Regions from separate parts of the Mus musculus genome. Here region 2 is linked to region 1. The links are chromatin contacts, called in public Hi-C maps. All regions are on one chromosome and are shown on one strand. Each heading gives the region's core, a stretch centred on a gene start, on an enhancer-like site or on the middle of the called end of the contact. The rest is flanking DNA. Distances are from core to core; before and after follow the strand shown.

What was found. A called contact is a pair of places that touch in the nucleus more often than the background predicts.
Region 2: a Hi-C map of centroblasts shows a contact between it and region 1, with 2.4 times the contacts expected there. The contact joins two enhancer-like sites. A contact is called at or near these places in 1 of 39 promoter capture datasets (the C10 cell line), 2 of 484 Hi-C or Micro-C datasets (the HPC-7 cell line and centroblasts) and 2 of 115 datasets of contacts at active chromatin or transcription factors (the HPC-7 cell line and cardiomyocytes).

Annotation. Positions count from the first base shown.
Region 1 is chr9:70,837,310-70,842,450 of GRCm38.p6, reverse strand. All of the region lies in intron 1 of Lipc (lipase, hepatic), which reads left to right. Among named protein-coding and RNA genes, the nearest start is that of Gm32017, 74 kb to the left of the region's middle. Within about 2 kb of position 3,755, at least 103 of the 459 cell types and tissues checked have an H3K27ac peak or open chromatin away from gene starts, as enhancers often do. A contact at or near this core is called in centroblasts, where this site is marked.
Region 2 is chr9:71,015,762-71,020,342 of GRCm38.p6, reverse strand. It overlaps Gm46119 (a long non-coding RNA gene), which reads left to right. Exons shown (of 4, transcript XR_001779225.1): 4 at 1,272-4,426. Among named protein-coding and RNA genes, the nearest start is that of Gm46119, 10 kb to the left of the region's middle. Within about 2 kb of position 1,477, at least 22 of the 459 cell types and tissues checked have an H3K27ac peak or open chromatin away from gene starts, as enhancers often do. A contact at or near this core is called in centroblasts, where this site is marked.

The sequences.
Region 1 (5,141 bases), core at 2,506-5,005:
CTCCACATGCCCCCACCCCTAAGTGTTTAACAACTGAAAAGTACTTCCAGAAATAGCTGGCATGTGGCTCAGTGGGTAGAGTGCTTGCCTAGCATGAACAAAGCACTGGGCTCTAGCTCCAGCGCTGTATAAATAGGGCGTGTTCTTGCAAACCTGTAATCCAACACTCTAAGGTAGATAGATGCAGGAGGATTAGAAGTTGATGGTTACCTTCTGCTATATAGCAAGTTTGAAGCCAGACTGAGAAACTCAAAACCCTGTCTCCAAAATAATAATATTAATTTTTAAGTCCTCAGATAATGCTATGAAAGCAACCAGGATAGTAAGGAAGAAACAAACGCCCCCATCTGGGTGAAACTGGTTTGAGTGTGAGCTCCTGTTCTGGAGATGATTCTAGTTCATTTGGAGGTTAATGATGGGGCAGAGCAGACAGGAAGTGAGTCGTTAAAGGAACCTCACTGCCAGGCATAGGAAGGTTGATTCCAGAGAATGCTGTCCAGGAATCTGAGAGAGCACAGTGAAGAGGTTGGCTCTGTTGTACAAAGGAACAAAGTCAGAAAAGGAACTTGTCTTTTTGCCACCAGTCTGGGCCCAGGGAACTCAGCAGCAGGAAAGGAAGAAATGTAAAGCCCAGGCCATGATCTAAAAAGCCCTCTCTTTTCAGCCCATCTCTCAGCCTGCTCCATCTATGACTGCTGCACCCACCGCCCCACCCTAGCCACTCTGAAGGTGTTGGTGCCGGAAGGCAGCCTAGGACTCACCAATGCGGCAAGGTTCAGGCTGTATACATACAACATCTTACATGAGCATCACAAGGTGTTGGGTAAAACAGCCAGACACAAAAGACCTACTGTGTGACTCTATTGACACAAAGTTGAAGAACAGAAGAAACACATTCCCATTGATAGGAGGAAGTGGTGGTTTTGGGTGCTGGTATTGCTAGAGACGACTGAGGGCATCCTCTGGGTATGGAGACCTCTGTCGCGATCCTGAAGGAGGCTTGTGAATGGGTAGAAATCCACAGAGCTATACATTTAGGATGGTCATACCTTCCTGTATGTTTCTATAAATAAGCTCTATCCCCTTAAAAATGAATGTTGACTCTGGAACCAAGTGGGTGTGGATTCCAGCCCTGCAGGTGATTCTGGCTAAGTCAGAATTTTTCTAAGAGGCTAGATGACCAGGGCAGTCCAGACAGGAAGTGCACAGTGAGTACAAATAGCGCTGTACTTAAAGGAACCACAGACACTGCCAGACACAGGACACAGTGTCTGTGTGAGGCACAGGATGTCTTAACGTAGGCTCCTCTGTTGCCCCAGGCACTGAGACAGGCCTGACAGCCATTAGCCTCTCTCTCCTCTACTTTCTCTGGCTTTGGGAGCCGTGCTCAGGCGCCACCTCTATTTGCCGAGTTCTTTATCAGTGGATAGAATATTTACAGAGTACAGCAGTGTTGATTACACAGTTCATTTTACTGGAGACTGGGGGATTGCACTGTCTCCTCCTGAGTTATTCTTGGCACGGCAGCATTTGCTCCCAGTATGCATTTCTTTACATCTGAAGTTCTCTCTCTCTCTCTCTCTCTCTCACCTCAGTGACACAGAGCAGATAGACTTCATGCTGTCTTCACCGTCGCTAGCCCCTTGATCTCTTTTATTCTTCTCTTTAGAAACTGGTTGATTCTGAAACAAACAAGCAGGAGTATGGATTCTAGCTCCAGCATCCCCTAACAGAGTTGGTAGACGTGTGTTTCACCTTTGCACATCCCTGTTCAGGGCAGGCTGTGGGTTTTGTTTGTTTCACTTTTTTTTTTCAGGGGTGGATGATGCGTGTACCACACAGTGCTTTTGTGGGGGGGTGGGGGGGGGTCAGGGTACAACTTGTAAGAGTTTGTTTTCTCCTTCCACCATGGATGTCCCAGGGATCAAATTCAGGATCAGGCTTGGGAGCAGGCACCCGAGTCATCTTACTCCACCTGCTTTGGTTTATCATATTTTATTTATTTAAGGGGAGTATCTGTGTGTAGAGTTGTGCGTTTGAACCTATATTGGCCATGGAAGCCTTTCTACAAGCAGACTCTCTGGCAGAAAATACTAGAATGCAAAGTCAATAACACTTGGGTTGACCATGTGTGCAGTTTGGGAACCTGCCCTCTCACTCCTGTGTCCCCTCCTCATTCCCACAGCAGACCCTAGACGATTTGCACAGGCTCTTGGGCATGGGCACTAAACCCAGTCATTGCAAGCCACTGCATTTGACCGTTTAACCAATTATTTCCTGGCCACCTAAGGCATGGCTTTCAAGGGCTCTCGTCCTATTTATTCCATGGATTTTAACCAAAAGACCCTCAGTAGATGGCATGTATTTGCACAGAAAATATTGAGCCATCACGCCTAGGGGAAGAGAACACAGCAGAAGGGGAGTGGGTTCAGAACAGCAGACCATGTGTCTCCTGTCATCCTGGAACATCACATGGACACCAAGGGTTTCAAGAAGCTCTTCAGGACAGGGGCACAAAGAAAGCTGCCCATAGACAGAACTTCTTCCCAAACCCAGAAATGCTAAATAAAGGAATGCAGAGACTGGGGCAGTTTGCACTGAAGACATTGTGTCTGAGAGTCTCCGCCTGGTATTGGTCCCCTAAAGCAGCTTCCTTCTTAAAACTTCTCTCTGGCCAGCAGGCAGCCATGTTAAAGTCACTTAGCACAGCCCCAAATCCACACAGCTGCAAAGACCCTTATTCCACATTACCCCTATTGATAGTTCCAGAGACAGTTTGGAATCAGAAAAGACTTCATAAAGACAAAATTTTTTAATGTAATTGAAATGTGTAAAATAAAGCTACGTGTGGTGGTGCATGCCTTTAGTCCCAACACTCAGGAAGCAGAAGCAGGCAGATCTCAGTAAGTTTGAGGGCAGCCTGGTTTGTATAGTGAGCTCCAGACAGCTAGGACCCCAAAAAGAGACCCTGTCTCAAAAATTACTTAATTAGTTAATTAATTGAATAGTCTAAAATAAAGGAAGATCAGAGAAAGAAGGAAGAGAAAGGGGAAACAAAAATGGGGAGCTGTCTAGAGTCCTTTGAGATATAAGCAAACAAGAACTACTCATGTCCAGACAATGTCCAGAAGTTTCTTCTTGCTACAATGCCTTCCCCCTCCCAAGCCTATTCTTGTAAGAGATGGCTGCAATAATGGGCCAACAGCTTCTAACCCAGGAAAGGAACTGGCTGTTAGAAAGGAAGCAGGTACATCCCCCTGCCTCTGGACTTCCCTTCCTCCTGTATTGGTTTATTATGACAAACATTTCCCTAGAATTTTCTAGGATTAGATAATAGAATTATCATGTTATTTTAGCCCACCAGTGTCCAGGCCCTGAGCTTGGTGTCAGGACCCATGAATTCATAACACATGTACAACTCAGAGCCTGGTCACGGAGCCAACAACCTTACAAAGGACAGAGTCTACCTTGAAGATCTACGTAAGGTACCTGAGGTCGAGGGCTGGGGTGCGAGAGAGAGAGGGGGGGGTTGAGAGAGAGAGAAAGAGAGCTTCTGAGCTAGGCAAGGACCTGTGGGCAGGAAGCTCAGACAGTGGGACAACCTGGTGTCGGGGAACATGGCTTGTGAGAACAGGGGACATTATCCTTACCACAGTGAGTTGCCGCTGACTGATTTGGGAGGGGAAGGAAGAAAAGGAAGGAGTGGGTGATGACTCAGTGGAGATGACGGGCACCCCGAGAGGGTTCTGAGAGCAGAAAGCAGAAGTCAGCACAAGCTGCTTGGTTGAGGGCAAGGGGCACTGCAAGTTCAGGCCTTACCCCGTGTAGCATGTTGCCTAATAAGCCCAGACACAGGAGACAATCACTGGGGAGAAAGAAGAGGAGGAGGAGGAGGAGGAGGAAGAGGAGGAGGAGGAGGAGGACTGGGGCTCTCTCGACTGCTTTCTTTCTCTCCCTGTGGTTGGAGAGAGGGGAGTGGGATAGTGATTAGAAGTTCCCATATAGTAGGCTCCTACCATGGTTCCGGCTCCCCATCCATCCATACCCCCCGACACTGTTAATTCCTTTAGGACTGGCCATGCTGGTCTCTCTGAGTCTTCTAGTGCTCCGCCCCTTGAACATCTGTGGTCTATATTCAGGGTTGTTGACACTCCTCACTCCTAGGACTTACCTAAACCCACACATCCTACCACATTTGCCTCCTCTAAATAGCCTGAGCTGAGCCTTCTCCCTGCAGAGGCAAAGACCTAGGCATGCTCCAGGCAAAAAGAGGCTGGACTGAATACCGAGCATCCCTGAGGACACACCACCTTCAGGGGAGATGCCGTGTTCTAGAATATATTCTCTGGTGTGTTTTCAAATCCAAGCACACAGGATCTTTGTGTCTTAGTGTGCGCCAGGCCCCAGGCTCTCCCCAGCCTTGCCCTGGCTTGGTTTCTGGCTCATGATAAGCCCAGGCCTTCTGGCTTCAGTCTCAGGCCCCTGCTTACCCACTTCTGTTCTGATATTCTTGCACCTTCCTGCTTGGTTGACCTCTCTGTAGGCCACCTCTTTCTGTGAAGACTTCAGGCATTCCTATGGGGTTCCCATCTTCACTGACCCCATGGTTCACTGACCCCTCCCATAGAGGTCATTCCCATGGGGTCCCCATCTTCACTGACCCCTCCCACAGAGCCCCTCATCATTGCTGATTATATCTGGGGTATATGACTAGCAGTTGCCTGTTTTAAAAACTCACATTTACTACCTGTGTTCTATTTCTTCCAAAGATCTTGGCCTATCTCAGCTGCCAGTTTGAACCATGAATTCCTAGAGATGCTGTTACAACTTTGAGACATTAATCACTTTGACATGTCCAAGATACTCCTGTTGCCAGGACTCCATGAACACCAGCCTCAGAACAAAGCAGGAAAGGTCCAGACCAAAGTGAGGATGTTTTCAGTTCAGTTTCCCTGCATACCTTCTAAAGCTATACCAGTAGCACAGGCCCTTCAGACCCCAGCCCAGTCCTTACCATCCTGCTTGTCCCTGGTATGCTCTGCTCCTTGGCTTTAAGCACATTTGTCATCTTCCAGGACCAGCTCTGACAGGGAGGATGATACCCACGGGGTACGTTCCCTGTGGGGCCATCTTTATCTGCT
Region 2 (4,581 bases), core at 228-2,727, 180 kb before region 1:
ATACTAGCCCTCTATCAGATGTAGGATTGGTAAAGATCTTTTCCCAATCTGTTGGTTGCCGTTTTGTTCCATTGATAGTGTGCTTTGCCTTACAGAAGCTTTGCAATTTTATGAGGTCCCACTTTAGCTTCTTTCTATTCCCAAGTATTGTCCTGCATCTAACTCTTCTCTGTCCATGGTCTCCTCATATCTGTGAGGTATCATCATTTTCTCTTTGGTTTTCATGACTTTGAGATATATTCCAGTCATTCTATATAGATTTCTTATTCTTCTATATAGATTTCTTATTCTTGCGGGAAATTCATCTGATGATTTATTTTGTCCTTAGGTTGGAGTAAAGAGGTTTTGGAGACGTGACTATAGAAGTGACATGTTCATCCCATCACATCCAAGCAACAGAAGGAGCCCCCAGGTGTATGCCTATTCACCCACAGAGCCCACTTACCCACCCATCATTCACAGTCCCCTTATCCACCCATGGTTCACACCCACCCACCTACAACTGTAACCACAGCCCAGAGGCTAATATTATGGAGCAGGCAGGCTTTTCAAGATGTAGCAAGGGTCCTTAGCCATCCCAAAGGATCGTGACCCACAGCTTGAGAACCACTGCTCTAATCCAGTCCGCACCCCAACATCAAGATGAGTCCTGCTGCTCTACTATCCATGAGATACACAGCTACTATTTAAAGGCCACTGGGAACAGCAGTAACCCAAGTTTGACTCCCCCAGCACCCTTGTGTGTCTTCAGGAAATCCTCTGCTAGTTTCCTGCCAGAGCTTGAGACCTCTCAGAAAAAAAAAACATAAAATTATCTTCTTCAAGCTGTTGAAGGAACTAGCCAGTGTAGGGTTAATTGCGGTGGCCTTTCGATATTCTCTTCTCTGAGGCCCACCCCAGGATAAGAGGAAATGCTACATAGTGAGGAGAGAGCCTTCACCAGGGTCAGAGCCAAGTGACCTTGAGCAAACAGTTGGCCCTGACCTGCAACCTCTTTTCCACACAGGGAAGAACACAAGAGACAAGGCCCCTCTCTCTGCCCTTCCCTAGTTCAGAGAATCAGGTAAGTGAGAGCTTAGACCATGGGCTGGGGTAGAGAGGAAGCAACCACAAGCAGCTATCAGCCTTGGGAAGTTGGTCCAGCCTTGGCAGAAGGCAATGCTTTTTCAGGTCTTTCACTTTTAAAATATGATTTATTTTAATTTCAAATTAATGATTAATTGAATTAATTAAATTAATTCCATTTAATTTTGATTTTTATGTGTCTGTAGGTCTGTACGAACATACAAACGTGGGCACCTATGGAGGCCAGAGAGGGCACTGAATCCCTGGGAGCTGAAGTTAAAGGCAGTCGTGGGCTGCCTGAGATGAGTGCTGAAAACAGAACTGAGGTCTCCTGCAAGAGCCGCAAGTGCTCTTAACCACTGAGCCATGGCCCACCCTCTCGGAGTTGGGTCTTTAGAGCCACGACCATGTTACGGATTTGATAGGCAAAGGCAAATGAGAGTCGGTTTGTGTTGAACCAAATTAACTGTGTGGAGTAGAGGCCAGCTGACTTTTCTTGCAACAATTTTGGTGCTCACCAAAAGCATCCCTGGGGGATCTGCTTCTTTGAGAATCTCCTCTGACGTACCACCTTGGTCAACCGCTGGACTTAGGTTGCTGTTTCACATCCCACATGATTTCCCGGGCAGAAGCCCAAGGCTTTGCCACTTGGCAGAAGTTTCCAACATAAAAGCAAATCTTGGTATGCTCTTCCCTCCCAGAACTCTTAAATCTCTTGTTCATAGCTCAAGGCTTCCTTGTGTTCACATCAGCCCACAGATGGGTGCATTTTTACAATACATCGGACCCAGCATTTCATTTGTCGAGAAGGGAAGCGTTCTGCTAACTCACTGTATTGCTGGGAACAGAACTGATCAAGTTGGCTTATTTTTAGCGAAAGCTAATTTCCGGATCGGATCGCTCTGCACCTGCAGACCTGAGCCAATTTGCATGAATGTGTCTTCCTTTGCTGAGAAAAGCATTTCCAAGGAGGAAAACCAATGGGCTTCTGTCAGAGACAACCAAGAAGCACACCGCCTGCCTGCCTGTCCAGGGGCCCCAGAATGACGATTTCAGCCTACTTTAGAGCTATTATTATGTAAATGTACAGATAACAACTTATTTCGAGAGAACGAAGCTTCTTATGAGCTATGAGGCAAACACTAACTATATTATATATGTCTCCTCAATTTTCACAACTACTCCCTTAGGGAGGTGTTACTAGCTTTCATTTTACAGAAGAGAAAACTAAAGAGAAAAATGGTAAGAGGCTTGCCCAAAGAAAGAGGAAGAAGCAGGAGGCCTTTGGGCCCCTGAGCACACGCCCAAAGCCCTGTTATTATGCAGTTACTGTTGGAAGAAAAGCAGCCAGTGGTAATTCGCCTTCCTGAAGAAGTTAGTTCTTGTGGCATGTCCAGAAGCATCCTTTGTGGTTCTGAACCTGAGCAAGCCTGTTAGAAGCATCCAGGGAGTCTATTCAAAACGTTCCACAAGGGTTGGTGAGGTTGGCTCCGAGAGTAAAGGCACTTGTTCCCAAACCTGAGAAGCTGAGTTCGACCCCTCAGACCTACATGGTAGAGAGAGAGAGAGAACAGACTCCCACACATTGTCTTCTGACCTATGGGTATATATGAAGCACACACGCACACACACACCACCTGACACCTTTCATGTGTGGAGAGTCTAAGCTGTTTAGCCTGGAGTAGGGTCCCACATCTTTACTTGGCGAGAGCTGTGCAGCTAGCAGAGAGGTTCTAATGCACCAGCCTCCTAGGTGAACCAGGGCACCTCTCCCCGCCACTTGCTTTCTCCACTTCATTTCTTTTGGAACACTTCATTGAGTTTCAGCTTCTCAGAAAAATCTGCACCAGGCAAGAAAGAGAGTTGCCACATCAATAGTCACATCTGAGTGTCCCCAGGAGAGTTCCTAAAACTAAGCCTTGGTCCTTCCTATGCAAAATGGCCATCTGTGTTAGAGTGGGCATTTAAGACGATCATATTTCTAGGTGATTGTTGAACAAAGCCAGCTTATTTTGTGTCAGAGCTCTATATCGGCAGAGCATAGAGCTCTCTTAAAGTGGGCAAGAGGAATCCTCTCTCTCTCTCTCTCTCTCTCTCTCTCTCTCTCTCTCTGTGTGTGTGTGTGTGTGTGTGTGTGTGTGTGTGTGTGTGTGTGTGTGTGTGTCTGTCTGTCTGTCTGTCTGTCTGTCTGTCAAAGCCAGAGGCTGGTGTTGGATGTTTCCACTAGACCTGGAGCTCACTGATTGGCTAGATTGACTGGCTAGTGACCCCCCCCAGGGATCTCCCTGTGTCTGTCTGCCCAGCACAGGGACTATGGGGTCGTGCATTCTGTGTCTGGTTTTGCTTTAAGTACTAGGGATCTGAATTCAGGTCTTAATGTTTGTTCTGAGGGTATTTTATCCCTAAACCATCTCCCCTGCCTGTCATAGGGTTCTCCCTGGCTTACAGACATATCTGTCCATATTCAAGTTTGGAAGCAAGTGCCACCACAAGATCTTGTCAGCAAAGAGATTCCAACTGCTCTCCAACACAGGAGACCTTTGATGCTTTTTCTTTCCTAGATTAAAGCTTAAGAAAGGTAAAAAGTATGTTTGAACCAAGAAAGGCCACAAAGGGACTATTAAAGACCTAAAAGTGAGTAAATAAATAAACAAACAAAAAGAAGCCTAGATTAAAAAACGCCACCTTCCTACACACACACACACACACACACACACACACACACACACACACACACACTCCCAAGCCCTTCTGTCAAGGCTAAGGAAGCCATCTGGATTGAACAAGCTTGATTTAGGAATCTGGCTTTGTTGGGTCTGGCTGAAAAGTTCCACCAGAAATGTTCCTGGACAGCAGAGCACCTAACTACTCTGGGCCTCTACAGCAGCAACTCTCTCTCACGAGCTGGCCCTAGCTCCCAGCAAGAACCATCAGCTCAGTCCTTCCATTTAGTGCCTCTGGTCTGAGTCCTGCACCACACTGGATCCCTTCTGAGATGTAAAAAGCAAATCCCTCCCATAGGCCCCAGCCAATAGATCTGTAGGCTTTGCAGGGCTCCATGAGTCTTCTCTGTCTATACATAGTAACTTCCAGCCTCCGGGGGTGGGAGTCTGGGGCAGAAGTGAGCCCATATGCCATTCGGAAGGTGCCAGAAGCATACACTGTTCCTAAGGACTTTTGACCAATCACAAACTCTGACTCATAGATAAGACTCATCCTTGCTGGAAACCCCTGAGAGGCAACTTCCCCCTCACACACCAAGGTTCCAGCCCAGCTCCAGCTCCCACGTCTCTGAGCTTCCATAGCTAACAGGAGACATCATAGGTTCTTTAAAAAACAAAAGATTTATTTATTTATTATATGTGAGTACATTGTAGCTGTCTTCAGACACTCCAGAAGATGGAGTCAGATCTCATTACAGATGTTTGTGAGCCACCATGTGGTTGCTGGTATTTGAACTCAGAACCTTCAGAAGGGCAGTCAGTGCTCTTAACCTCTGAGACATCTCTCCAGCCC